Regions from separate parts of the Mus musculus genome. Here region 1 is linked to region 2. Evidence: chromatin contacts called from public promoter capture Hi-C data. All regions are on one chromosome and are shown on one strand. The core of a region is the stretch at or near the end of the contact, and the rest is flanking DNA. Distances in the headings are between cores, read along the strand shown. Region 1 holds the start of G630018N14Rik (a long non-coding RNA gene). Region 2 holds the start of Uqcrfs1 (ubiquinol-cytochrome c reductase, Rieske iron-sulfur polypeptide 1).

Region 1 (2,700 bases), core at 45-2,544, 860 kb after region 2:
GCTATTAGTTCCTCCAGTAAGGTAAAGACTTGTACTTTACATCTTCTTGAAGATGTAGAGTCAAAGAATCCAGACCGTGAGTGCATAGAACACCCTCCTTCCAATGCTCTCAACTGCATTGCTTTGATACGGCTGAGGTTAGAAAACACAGGTCCATCCTTTTTGTCCTCACTGGGCATGATCAGAACATTTTGTTTTAGGACATCACAACTCCTAAAATGTTTTAATTCCACGTATAAGAATTTTAAGATAATTTTGAACTACAAAGCAAGCACTGATATTGAACTGTCCTTATACCCCAGACCATGGGCTGAGGTTGTAAGTCATGAATTTAAGATGGCCTCAAAGAGAAACCAAGTTTAATATAGTAAGTAGAGACCCTCTGAAACTCAGTAGCTTCCCTCTTCCAAATGGAGATCTTAAGTTTGTATCAGGCGAGGCTGTGCCATTGGACATTTGTCTCCTGTTTATCTATGCCAACTGCCTGGTCTTGGATACCAGGAATGACCTCTCTGATCTTAGCATGACTCTTCTTGCTTTACAGAGAGCTGTGAATCAACATTAGATGTTCAGGGCATCTGGAGACTGTAAAATTGCAAAATCACCAAAGTTCTTCGACTATCATCACTTTGGCATATCCAGCTCCTGAGCAAATGTGGGTATTGTGCACTCTGTTGCTTTCCAGATATTTCTCTGTATCAAAGAGCCTCATCTTTTCAACAAGCTGCAAATTAGCTTTTCAACTGAGGCCAATGATAGGCATTTGTTTGGCCTATAGCACAGGCAGCAGGGTGTGGCAAAGGGTCTGATCATTTCTCTCCTCTCACAAATGATACTAGGTCCCCCTGCCAACAATGATCCCCTTTTTGCAGGCTTCATTGCAGATAGTAGGGAGGCCACACTTCCCTCATTTACTAAATATCTCTACTATTGCCATCATCATAATCTGAAAGAATTTAAACAACGTACCGTGCTTTGCACAAAGGTGTGAGCTGCCAAAGGCTCTGGGCTGGAGGTTAGTCATCCGCACTGTCAGTTTTACTCATTGACTTTGGCAGAAACGTCCATTTCAGTGGGGAAGAATCTGCGCATCAGCTGGGACATGTGATCTCTCAGCGTCATTGCCAGTGCCAGCTCGTAGTAAATTAGGCGCCAAACTTATTAATAGTGATGAATCCATTAGAGCTGACAGGCGCCTGGCTGTGCTGCCTCAAATTAACCCATGAGTGGTCAGAAGCACTGCCGGTAAGCAAGCTCAAAGGCAGATAGAGCCTTAAGGGAGCTAATGTAAAGAACTGAAAGAGAACAGACAGACAGACATGCTTGCTTCTGACTGAGGAGCTGAGCTAAAATTAGGCATACTTATGGCTTGGCACAAAACCTTAGATTACTGTAAAAACAGGACATTAAAAAAAAAAAAAACCTTCACAACTTGGCATAATTGGACTCTCCCTTTTTGCTTGAAACACTTCTCCTTAATGGCATGAAGCATTCAAGAAGAAATGCCAGAGACCCACCCTGGGGTTGGTCCGTCTGTTGGCAGCAGGCCCACCTGAATTAAATTTGGTTTATGGAAATTATTGCAAGCACTTGAAGACTTTGAAAAGTGATTAATATATTTCAAGCCATATGCATATACTTAGAGAAGCCAAGGGGAACTCTTAAAGAGCACACAAATGAACCCCGAGATAGGGTGTGGACTGGGACAGAGAGATGCTTCCATAAGGACATGCGGACAATTTGAAAGCATCCTGATAAACATGAAGGAGCTTGAAGCCTGGCAGCTATATACAGCTTCTGTCCATAAGTGCAGTGTAATATGCTATAACCATCTTAAACAACACAGCCTTCTTTACAGGGAGTAAATCAAACTTTTAAATAGTTTTCTGGTATGTCCAATCAGGCAAAACGCAAAATTCCCTCAGAGTGGAGTTAACCAGTCATAGCATCTTTCATTTTAATGCTCCACCGCAAATTTCATATCTTCAATTCGAGCAGTATTCACTCTCAGGATAGTCAGATATTTGAAAGTTTGGAGTTTGTAAGACAGAAGTGTCATTCATAGTGAGAGATTACAGTCCTAGAAACTTGTGGTATGAACCACAGAACTAAGGAGAAACTTCAGCTCTACTAGTCAAATGTGCTGCAGCACAGCTCTGCTCCACAGTGAGCATTCCTAACAAAAGAAGATGATAGGATACAGATCGTCATGGACTTCATAGGTGCTGGTTCTGCAGAAATATGATGCATATTATTGTTTGAAAGAGCTAAGAATGACTCAATTCAAAAGAACATATCTGCCATCAATAGAGACATCTTTGAGAACACAACATAGCTGGTGTATTTCTCTTACACCTACATTGTTAAAATCTGTTGCCCCATACCTATTATCATGGTGGCCCCCAAATAAAGATAGGATTGAGTCTTTTCTACAGGGAAGGTATCTCCCTGCCTTTGTCCCTAAACTGAATGCCCTCCTGGGCAGTGTCCTCTTGGCTTCTGTTTCCATCATCTTTCTTCTCAGCATCCACTGTTTCAATGTGATGATCCAAGCCCAGCAACCCTGGAGCCGCAGTGATTTTATTTATCCCACATCCTATCCAGTACCCTAAAAAATTCGTGAAAGAATTTGCCTTAGAGAGACAGAACACCAATGCACAGTGACTGCCCAAACCTAGCTGCCTGTTACTTATGCTGAAA
Region 2 (2,700 bases), core at 52-2,551:
TAAGAAGGCAATTTGGTTGACATGTAGAAAGGTCATAAACTCAACCCCAAGCAGTGCCAAGTAGGTAATACACTGAACAATCATAGTATGTTACTTTGCTTGGTATAGAGGAGAAAGCTATATGGATGCGATCTTCATTCTTTTAAAGTGAATGATATTTCTAAACTCAATGGTCCCTGTGAACTTGAAATCAAGGTTTAATCTACTTGAAAAAGTGAAGAGTCAGTCAACTATCGGAGCAGAAACCAAACGAGCCCAGTGCAGCTTCCCACATTTCAGGAGACACCAGAAAGCTTTCTAGATTTTTAAGTCACAAGGGAATGTGAAGCAGACTTAGATAAACTAGGAAGAGACCGCACTGCATAGATTCCCACTGTGTGGGTCACTTCACCTCTGTTTTCTGTATTAAAAAAAAAAAAAAGTATCATTTCTGACTGCCTCGCCTTCACGACTAAGTAAGATTATGAAAGCCGTAGAGCCTGGTATCTGAAACCACTGCTGATCCCCTACAGTGGAACTGACAGGGCTGGTTTTGTGTCTATAGGGATGGGGCTGCTAGGGAGTTAAGATGCTGAAAAGCGACTGTACCAGTACACTGACAACTTCCTACATGGTTGTTTCAATTTCTATTTTGAACACTTATCGTCTAAACCGTACCAATGGCTTTACATAGAATTCTCTAGTGTAAGACTCACAACACCCCTACAAAGTTGTGGTAACATCGAGGAAACTTGCCCAAGGTCAAATTCCTGTAACTAACAGTATCTTAGCCATGATACAGGGAGGCCGATCTTAATCAAGAAAGTCAAGTGAAGCCTGAGGAGGGAACCCAGACTGACGTGCAGACCGGCTCCTGACTCCTGGGGGATGCAGCTACGGGAGCATCCCGTCACCGTGAGCCCGCCTGCTCCGGGGAGCGCTCGGCCTGCCAAGGTAGCCGCGGCCGGCCCACCACATCCCAGCACACCGCCCTCCGCCGCCGCAGGGAACGAGATCGGGGTACTCCGAAGCCGGCTCACCGTTCAGGCCCACCGTGGCCACCAAAGGCCGGGCTGCGGCCTGGCCACTCAGGGACTCGCGGCACAGGAAGGGTCGCTTCACATCCAGAACAGGTGGCTCCGAGGCGGCGGGCACCGCGCCTTGCAGCAGAGGACGCAGCGCGCCCGCCACCCCGCGGGAAGTGGCCGATAGGACGGGCGCGAACGGGCCCGAGCGGGCGGCGACCGACAACATGGCGACAGCTGCTCAAACCACCTCGTCGGTCACAGGGACGACCTTTCGTTCGAACGACGGCCCGAAGAGGAGCGGGAGGCGCAGGGTTTGTGACGTCAGCGCGACGCCGGAAAGGGCGTTTCGCAAGGTTGAGCGAATCGGGAGGGACGCCGCGTTGGGGGCGTGGCTTCGGGCGCAGGTTGGGGCCCGGGCAGGAAAGGGCAGGGCCTGGAGACACTCTGGTGTCTGACTCGGTCGCCCTGCCCCAGGAAAACCGAAGTCGGGAGGGATTTCTTGTGGTCGTGATTGAGATCCTTCATTTAGGGCAAAACCTTAAATCGGGGACGACCGAGGCATGAGAAAAAAAAAAACAACAGGCTACTACTACTTCCTAACGCCTATCACCTAGAATAAATACCAACCGCTTTTTGTCTTTTGCCAAGACGATTTTGATCTTCTTACAACAAAAGAGCCAGAAACCTATATGCAAGGTTTGACAAAAACAAAACAAAACAAAACAAAACAAAACGGTGGCTTACGATTATTCATGATCTACTACGCTTTTGATTTGGTAGTTTCCTTCGTTGTTCATTTGTAATTATGATCTTGATGAAATAACACTATTGATACCAGCATTTTACCAGTGAAGGACCTGGTCCTTAGACCCTTTGCTCTGCATAGATTGCCAGGAAGCAGTGGAGTATTGTAGACCCCTGAGGGGTTTTTGTTTGTTTGTTTGTTTGTTTGTTTCTGAACAAGTGGGGTTTCCCAAGTGATGTTCAGCAGTACAAAAGGGAGGGACTCTTACTCTCCTTCACATAGTGAGAAAACTGCCAACTTTCTAACTTCTCTTTCAGTTCTGACTACACCACTAACAAAGTCTCTGTGAGGTGCTAATAAACGTTAATCCCTCTTACACTTGAAAATCTCCACTTTTCCAAGTAGAACAAACCTTGATTTCAAGTTCACACAGACAATTGAGTTTAGAGATGGCATTCACTTTCAAAGAATGAAGTTCTCATCCATACAACTTTCTCTATACCAAATACTTCGTTTATTCTTTTAGGGTTTAAAAAGAAAAAACAGTAAAAAAAAAAAACTAAGAATTTAAGCACTGCACACTCTGGCATGATTGTGATATGATGCTTGTATAATACATGGACTCTAGGACCTTGGCTGGTTTCTAAACCTTTGGAATTGTAAAACAATGTAGTTGTGTTGTTTTAAGACACTATGTTTGTTATAGCAGCAATGTAAAACAACACCCAGGAGATCCGGGCCCTCACAGAGGAATGATTGCAGGTGTCCTTAGCCAGGGAGGATACTTGCTGCCTAGTCTGGGTCCTTTCTTGTCACTGTCACTTCATTCAGTTATGTTCTGAACAGGGACAGGACCTGGGATAACCCCAGAGAAGCATGCACTCCATGTAGATCTCACCTAAGGAACCAGGAGTGAATATCCACCATGGCAGAGATCAATCTAACCTT

What was found. Promoter capture Hi-C pulls out the DNA fragments that hold promoters and counts their contacts.
Region 1: a contact with region 2 is called in a promoter capture Hi-C map of hippocampal neurons, with 4 times the contacts expected there. The contact joins the promoter of G630018N14Rik here to the promoter of Uqcrfs1 in region 2. A contact is called at or near these places in 2 of 39 promoter capture datasets (the C10 cell line and hippocampal neurons).

What each region holds. Positions count from the first base shown.
Region 1 is chr13:31,407,809-31,410,508 of GRCm38.p6, forward strand. It overlaps G630018N14Rik (a long non-coding RNA gene), which reads right to left and starts at 1,295. Exons shown (of 10, transcript XR_003950526.1): 1 at 970-1,295.
Region 2 is chr13:30,544,015-30,546,714 of GRCm38.p6, forward strand. Uqcrfs1 (ubiquinol-cytochrome c reductase, Rieske iron-sulfur polypeptide 1) reads right to left here and starts at 1,302. Exons shown (of 2, transcript NM_025710.2): 1 at 1,020-1,302. The coding sequence starts at 1,233.